2 separate regions of the Mus musculus genome follow, and region 1 is linked to region 2. A link is a contact called in public promoter capture Hi-C data. All regions are on one chromosome and are shown on one strand. The core of a region is the stretch at or near the end of the contact, and the rest is flanking DNA. Distances in the headings are between cores, read along the strand shown.

Region 1 (4,134 bases), core at 548-3,047, 110 kb before region 2:
TGCTGTAAGTACACTTCTGTGGGTACCTGATCAGAAGAGGGTGTCAGGTCCCCTGAGACTGAAGTTATAGAGGATTGTCAGCACCCACATAGGTGCTGAAGATGGAACCTGGGTCCTCTGCAAGGGCATCAAGTGTAAACTAGGTGTTATGGAGAATGCCTAAAGTCCTAGTATTGGTAGACAGTGGCAGCTGGCCTCTGAGTTCAGGGTCAGCCTGGTCTACAAAATGAATTCCAGGACAGCCAGACCTTGTCTTGGGAGTCTGGGGAAGAGCATCTAGTGCTTTTAACCACTGGGAAAACTCTCCAGTCTGCTCTTTTCTTTTATATGCATCAGAAATATGTTCTTTCATCGATATCTGTACAGTGTCCCATACGCTTATCCATGTTTGTGGAAGGAGTATTCCAGTTTTTGTGACTGGGTCTTGAGTAGCCAGGTTGGCCTTGAACTCACTCTGTATTCAAGATTGACTTATGATATTTCTGCCTCTACCTCCCAAGTGCCAGGGTCCCAGGCCTGCTCTGTGTCCCATGTCTGCTTAATGTGATGCTGAGGGAACCCAGGACTTTGTGCATGCTGGGCAAGCATGCCAGTTCTACCAACCCAGCTACATCTTCAACCCAGAAATTTACATTTTAAAGTCATGCTTATTAACAATTCCTCCATGGAGACTGAATCTTACATTTTACTCAGAGAAAGACTTCTCCATCACAAGATTATACTCAGAGACTATACATAAATTGTTTCATTTCAATAACTTTATCATTTCACTTTTATATCTAAGTGTTTACCTGGCATTTATTTATTTACTTACTTAGTTTGAGATATGGTTTTGCTATTTATCTTAGGTTGGCCTTGAACTCATTATGTAGCCTAGGTTGGGCTTGAATTTGTAACAATCCTCCTGCTTAGTTTTTCAGAGTGCTGGATTTATTTTTTTTTAAGAGAAAAAAAAAGGTATAGATTTGCTATTCCTCTGCTTTTAAATTTTTTTCATGATAACACTCCATGAATATTCTTCCTACAGATTTAGAACGGAACACACTGCCCTGCGCATAGACAGATGCTCTGCTTCTGGGTTACCCACCAGCCCTGAAATGCTCCTTTTATTATAAACCTATTCTGTTGGTCTATGGGTTCATTTGTGGATTGTCTCTGTCTTCCCATTGATATGCCCTGTCTGGTTTTGTTTGTAACAGCTGTTTTAATTAGTGTAGTTTCAGAAGATATTTTGAAATCTGATGGAACTAATTTCCTTTCATCACTCTCTTCTTGTTTATATTTCCAGATGGTCTATACTCATATTCTAATATCAAATTTAATTGTATGCTTGTTTGATCAGAGTTACAATGGCTACTAAGACAATTTCATGACTCATACTGGCCAGTACCATTTTGGATGTTGTTTTCGTTCCCAGTATTACAGTGTAAACATTCTTAATGAGACTTTTAGTCATTCCTGTTTTTCTGATTTGTTCACAATTATTACAAGTCCCTGTGCTCCCACAGAGTAAATGGATTGGCTGAAAACCACGGGGGACAGTGCTCTCCTGTTGACTCAGCCACCACACTGAGGCTTCTCAGGTGCCCGAGAGCAGGTGGCACAGTGCCCATCAATGTGGCTGTAAAACCTTACATTTGTCCTGGGTTTCATCCCACAGTCCCAGGAACATCAGGGTTCTGCAGGCACTCTTGCTTGACTACTTTCCCTCTCTGTACTCTCTCCCATTTATGCATGTGGTTCAAAGAAGCATATTTTCAGCCTTACAAATAAATCCAGAAGGAAATGATCAGGAGCTGGATGCCAAGCTCTGTCCTTGCTCCTCCTCATCCTTCCCACCTCCAGCCTCTCCAGACATCAAGCGAAAGGGTCAGAGCTAGCAGTCCTCTCCACAGAACTTACCAAGAGAACGGTTTAATTAGGCTCCGATTCCTAACTCTCTATCCACCTTGAAGCTTAAGGTAAGTGCTCCCGTACTTTAGCTCTTTTTACTTCAGGTGAGTGCTATTTATTTTCATGCTAACCACTGGAGTGGGGGAAAGAAGAACTAGTAGATCTACGGTGAAATAGAGCTAGGAGGACAGAGCAGGACATAGTGGCACAGCCCTTCACTTAGGGCCACTGGGAGAAGTAGGAAGGCTACTGTGGGTTTGAGTTTACCTGCTCACATATCAAGTCCATCCCCACCCCCACCCCCATCCCCCACCTTTTCAAGACAGGGTTTCCCTATGTAATCCTGGTTGTCCTTGAACTCTCTGTAGACCAGCCTGACCTTGAACTCAGAGAATGGCCTACCTCTGCCTCCCAAGTTCTGGAATCAAAGCTGTGCAGGAAGAAATGAAGAAAACACAAACTGAGGTAATTCTGGAGATGGAAATCCTAAGTAAGAGAACAGAAACTACAGATGCAAGCATTACCAACAGAATACAAGAGATAGAGAAGAGAATCTCAGGCATAAAAGATAGAATAGTAGAAATTAATACATTAGTTAAAGAAAGTATTAAATCTAAAATGTTTCTGACACAAAACATCCAAGAAATTTGGGACACTATAAAAAGATCAAACCTAAGAATAATAGGAATAGAAGAAGGAAATATTCAGCTCAAAAGCCCAGAAAATATTTTCAATAAAATCACAGAAGAAAATTTCCTGGGCTGGAGAGATGGCTCAATGGTTAAGAGCACCGACTGCTCTTCCGAAGGTCCTGAGTTCAAATCCCAGCAACCACATGGTGGCTCACAACCAATCAGTAATGAGATCTGATGCCCTCTTCTGGTGCATCTGAAGACAGCTACACTGTACTTATGTATAATAATAAATAAATCTTAAAAAAATACTTAAAAGAAAAAAGAAAATTTCCAAAGAAAGAAATCCCTATAAATGTTCAAGAAGCTTATAAAACACCAAATAGATAGGGCCAGAAAAAAAATCCTTCCACCACATAATTGTCAAAACACTAAATATACAAAACAAAGAAAGAATATTAAAGCTGGACGTGGTGGCGCACACCTTTAATCCCAGCACTCAGGAGGCAGAGGCAGGTGGATTTCTGAGTTCGAGGCCAGCCTGGTCTACAGAGTGAGTTCCAGGACAGCCAGGGCTATACAGAGGAACCCTGTCTCGAAAAACCAAAACAAAAAACAACAACAACAACAACAAAAAAAAGAATATTAAAAACAAAAATTATTCCATAGGTACATAAAATGCATCTTCTACCATGGAGCAGGTTTCAACAAAGAAGTACATTGAAAGCACTCACAGGGCCCAGGAGATGCTCAGCATGTAGACACTTGACAACAAGCTTCAGGACTTGAGCTTGATTCCCAGAGCACGTGTAAAAGCCAGCTGCAGTGGTACACACTTGTGTACAAAATCAATGGGCTCAATTCCCCAAAGAAAAGATACTATCAGAATGGATGCAAAAACAGTGTCCATCATTCTGCTGCATACAAGAAGCATACTCCAATATCAAAGATAGATATTACCTCAGAGTATATAAGTGTTCTGTATTCATGACTTGGCCCTTTGAGGCTAGAAGAGGGCACTACTGAAAGAGAGGGGGCACTACTGAAAGATTGTAAGCCAACATGTGCGTGCTGGGAATTTGGGAATTGAACCCTGGTTCTTTCTAAGCTCTTAACCATCTCTTTGGCCTTTTGTGTTCTTACATTTGAGGAAGAGAGGAGTTGAATCTTGGAGCTGGAGTGCTTGAGGTGGGTGCTGGGAATTGTACTGGGTTGTACCTGTTTTGTTTTGTTTTTAAACAAAGATTTTTTTTAAGATTTATTTATTCTATGTATATGAGTACACTGTAGCTGTCTTTAGACACACCAGAAGAGGGTATCAGATCATCATTACAGATGGTTGTGAGCCACCATGTGGTTGCTGGGAATTGAACTCAGGACCTCTGGAAGAGCAGTCAGTGCTCTTAACCTCTGAGCCATCTCTCCAGCCCTGTACCTGGGTCTTACGGAAGAGCAACAAGTGCTCTTACCACTGAGCCAACTCTGCAGTTCCTTCTGATTCTTAAAGAATGCTGTATTACTGAGTCAGCAGAGATGGTGAGCCAAGGCTGTTTCTGAGGAATGAGGAACAACAGTGGTGGGCAGAGTTACCTGTAATGTTTTATTTTAT
Region 2 (4,541 bases), core at 1,742-4,241:
GTATACATGTATACACATAATTAAACCTTTTTAGAAGATACAAATGAAATGATATAGGCAAATGTGACGTAAACAGAGCTATAAACTACAAGATCATATTATTCCAACAAGTCTCACTGAATGGAAATTTGTTCTTCACAACACTCAAAGTTAAATTCCTAGATTATATGACCACATTCAAAGAAAACTGTTTTACCACTCACTGACCTCCCTTCAATGCATCTGCTTAGAGCTGCAGTTAGCAAAGCTACAGGATTAGCACTCCCGTAGGCAGAGTCTAGAGGCGTGGTTACAGCCTCCTCGTTTCCCCAGAGAAGACAGACGCAGCCACAGCCCATGAGAAGATGTAGTGTCTCTGGTCATTTGGGAAAGGAACATCAAACCATGGAGACTGCTTCTCATCCACTAGGAGGCCTAACTCAAAAGAGAGACCAGCAAGGGCCGGTGATGGTGTGGAGAACCCAGCAACCCTCGCCCCTCCTGCAAAGTGGTATGGCCACTTCAGTGACCCATCTGACAATTTCTCACAAAGTTAAGCAGAGGGTTATCGCTGACCAGCAGTTTAACACCCAGGAAAATACACGAGGAAACCAAAATATGCACAACCTTATACATCAGTGTTCACAACACCATTCTTCATAGTAGGCACACACAGAAATAACCCACATGTCCATCAGTGTGAAGGGACAGCAAAATGTGGTATGCCCATAGGCCAGAATATCATTTGGCCATCAAATCAAATGAAATGTTGACAGAAACTCAGCAGTGTTTGGAAAAACCTCAGCAGTGTTACACTCAGTGAAGGAAGCATGACACAAATGGTTACATATCATAAGACTGCTTTCACAAGTAAGGCCCCACAAGGGCACTGTATAGAGACAGACAGTAGACCTGAGCCTATCACGTGGTAGGGAACGGGGAGTGACAATGTGTACATGTTTCTAGGATAGGGCAAGTGTAGAACTGGTTGTGTTAGTTACACAACCCTTGACTTACTAGAGACCACTGAACTGTAGACTGTGAAATGGGTAAGCTATGAGACCCAGATCTTAGTCTTAACAAATAAACAAGCCCAATACCCGAACTTCCTTCCACACCTGTAATAGCACTAAGCACAGGCTGTTCTAAATCTGACCTGGAATGGGAGCCTGTCCTGACACTGGACCCCAGGTGGCCAACTGCAAAGGATTAGAGTTCAGGATGATGAAACCCACTTGGCAATCCTGAACTAAACACTGCCCAGTGGCCCTCAAACAAATCACTGTGGCCAAGTAAAACATTACAAACCCAAGGAAACTGAGAGCGCAGGCCACAGAGCAACTAGCAAGAGAGAAGCTGGGTGCTCAGCCCCATGCTTTCTTGTGACAAGGGACAATGAAGAACGCAGAGCACCCCTCTCTCTCAGAGCCCCTTCTTTCTTGTTCTGACATTGGCTGGTACTGGCCACAGTCTTCTTTTATTTTTTAATAAAAAATAAGAATCCTTATGGAGCTGCCAGGCATGGTGGTGCACACCTTTAATCCCAGCACTCGGGAGGCAGAGGCAGGCAGATTTCTGAGTTCGAGGCCAGCCTGGTCTGCAGAGTGAGTTCCAGGACAGCCAAGGCTATACAGAGAAACCCTGTCTCAAAAACCAAAAAAAAAAAAAAGAATCCTTATGGAGGACAGTTTGATGTATGTATATACAGCGAAAGGATATTTGCAGTCAGGCTATTTCTCTTCCGCTCCTGACTGGAGGCACCGTCAAGGTCTCCATCCTACACCCACCCTGGTCATTAGGTTTCCTACAGGTGGCCCCGCTGTCATGCAACGCCAACCCATTATGGCCCATCAACCCCTCTTTATTCACGTCACACTGCCGCTTCATGTCTAATGGGGATTCAGACCACCGAAAGCCTGGAGTGGGCCATGCTCAACTCACAAGTTTTCTGGGTCACCTAAGTTTTCTCCGGCCTTCTGGTCTACCTTTAGATCACCCCTTCCATTCCCACGGAAGACTCAGCGTTCTCTTTTCTGAATGACTCTCTCTTGCACAATGACAGTGGATAGATGTTCTCATTAATTATACTACAGGCTGAATGCTGTGTGTTACCACATACTGCTATTCTGGAGTGACCTTGTTTCCCCAAGGAAAGTCCTGAAGACCATCATTCTAAATAGGCTGCAAGAACAGCTTTCAGAATAAGGTCCAGCCTTTTATTCTCACGCATAGACTCTAACTCTGGAAATTAAAGAACAAAACTTCACTCCAGCAAGTCGCAGCTAAGCTGATTTACAGAAAACGCAAACACAGTGTTGGGACCGGCGCTTTTGGCCATCCACAGAGTGACCTGGAAGATGGAGCCTAGTAAACAATATTCTCTGGTTCGCTCATTATATTAACAAGTGTGACAGATAATTTGCAAGTTACAGCTACTGTCTCCTGAGTATCCGGGAAATGGCAGACACGACTGTACATTCTACACGCCTTACCTTTAGGTCCCATGACACTCCTCAAGGGAAGTATCATTTTCCTGCTAAACATGGGAAGTGGATTCTGAAAAGACAAAAATGCGCCCAAGGTCACCCAACCTGTCCCAGTAAGGCAGCTCGAAGGCAGCCGCGTCCACTTAACTTTTGCTCCTCTTCTTTATAGAATCCATTCATTCAAATGTCAGAGCAAGCAAATGGTTTTCAAAACCCCAATGAAGGAATCTATATACCAATTTTTAGTGTTTTCCAGTAAGAAAACACTTGATTTCTACCATAAACACCAGCATTTACTTTTTCCAAAAAAAAAAAAAAAAAGTAAGTAATGCATTACCAGATCTAAAATGGACATTCTGAGTGGCTACTGCGGGGCTGGCATCTCTTTGCACACCTCACCCGACAGGCACCACCTGGACCTCACACAAAGCAGGGAAAGCCGAGAGCCCTGCAAGATGTCCTCTAATAGAGGAAGGCTGCTCCAGAGTCATAGGCAGTTCACCTCACGTCACCCAGCTGACATGGACAGCCAACACCCAAGTCCAGATCTCCCGACTCCAAGAGCCACCACAGCACTGTCCCAGGCAGGTCCACAGTTAAGCCTGCTGACCATATTTTCTTTTCCATAATTTGTTCTGCCTAGCCACAAAATATAATTGTATAAGATCTAAAAGTAAGTTTCTCGGGACAACATTTACAAAAATCTATTGTTAAATAAGGTCAAAACTCAAAGGGTGATCTCAACAAAATGCATGGTCTCTGTGTGCTAGGACGAGGAAGGCGCTCAGGTGAGCCACAGGCTGGAGTTAGAAAGCCAGGCTGAGCAGAGCTCTAGCCACTTCCTTCTGCATTACGTAAACCTCCTTGGGCTCTCTAGTGCCCTGCCACTTCCTGTTGTGCAAGGACAAACAATGGGCAGACTGTCGCCAGTGTTTCCATTAATTACACCACAGGCTGAGTGGCATTGATTACCGCATACTGGACATTTTGAAATGACCCCATTTCCTTTGTTCAAATACTCTACCCAAGTGTTTCAGTAAAGGAACACAATTTACTCATGTCTTTGAGAGAATGAAGAGATACCAGCAGCTGGGGAATCTGAATGGCGTCATCACTGTTCCAATTATTATTTTATGGCTTGCCCAGCTTCCCTTTATGCTGGCTTCCCTTCTGAGCTATGTCTAACTAAGAAAGAAATCTTAAAACCTGTGTTAGTACCCTAAACAAAACCTGTTCGATCTGGCAGATCATGCCCCTCCCTGGACTTGAAAAGGCTGTAGACAGCAGCAAATAAGAGAAAGAAAGAGCTCAGTCAGGGTGTGTGGGCGTAAGACAGAAGGCTAGACAGGAACTATGTATGCATCAGAGTCTCACACTCACTATAATTCTCAGCTCCAGGCCTAATACTGAGACCCTGGGGATGGAAGGCTAATATCAAGTACTGGGCCCCAAAAGTCAGAGAAAAAATTGGGAAAGACAGTCAGACAGATGAAAACCTCCAAACACACAGAGCTATCATTTTAGGACTCCTTGTTTCAATGTCCGAGATGAAAGGAAAGTAAGTCTGTACAAGTTAAATAACATTCTGGTATTCTTACACAGTGGCAACCCGGATTAGCTAAGTGCTCTGTAATCCCTCTGAGGATCTCACAGCATGAGCACTGCCCCTGCGACCCAGAGAACAACTGCAGGTGTGGTTGAGATAAAGACCTCACTAAACTCCTCTACCATTGGCCTGAAGAATGAACCTGGGATGGTGACATCAGACTAAGGATTTGGTAATACCACCCCTGCCATCAGCCAGGAGCTATTATATTATAGCTAGTATAAACTAGACTGGATGGTTGCTCATGACTGATAAGTCTAGGGGTCCACATCATTTCCCACTCACAGTAGGTGTAACTATGCAAATTAATCCAGAAAACATTTTCCAAAGTCTAAGGAAGAAGCAAACCCTTCCTTCTGATAAGGGACAGAGGATGGTTAGGCTGCTGTCTGATGAAGGAGGAGTGTCTCAGGGAAGTCAGACACGGATTATTCTAGCAGGGTGGACACAACAGGAGGCACAGAACACGA

The links. Capture Hi-C pulls out chosen DNA fragments and counts their contacts.
Region 1: a contact with region 2 is called in a promoter capture Hi-C map of pancreatic islet. The contact joins two enhancer-like sites. A contact is called at or near these places in 1 of 39 promoter capture datasets (stem cell-derived epiblast-like cells), 5 of 484 Hi-C or Micro-C datasets (bone marrow-derived macrophages, cerebral cortex, embryonic stem cells and 2 more), 6 of 115 datasets of contacts at active chromatin or transcription factors (the HPC-7 cell line, VIP interneurons, bone marrow-derived macrophages and 3 more) and 4 of 9 other capture datasets (adipose tissue, embryonic stem cells, liver and 1 more).

What each region holds. Positions count from the first base shown.
Region 1 is chr6:134,811,369-134,815,502 of GRCm38.p6, reverse strand. All of the region lies in intron 1 of 1700055D16Rik (RIKEN cDNA 1700055D16 gene), which reads right to left. Among named protein-coding and RNA genes, the nearest start is that of Crebl2, 17 kb to the left of the region's middle. Within about 2 kb of position 1,797, at least 7 of the 459 cell types and tissues checked have an H3K27ac peak or open chromatin away from gene starts, as enhancers often do. A contact at or near this core is called in pancreatic islet, where this site is marked.
Region 2 is chr6:134,699,866-134,704,406 of GRCm38.p6, reverse strand. The region is part of intron 3 of Borcs5 (BLOC-1 related complex subunit 5); the gene reads right to left. Among named protein-coding and RNA genes, the nearest start is that of Gm36328, 52 kb to the left of the region's middle. Within about 2 kb of position 2,991, at least 183 of the 459 cell types and tissues checked have an H3K27ac peak or open chromatin away from gene starts, as enhancers often do. A contact at or near this core is called in pancreatic islet, where this site is marked.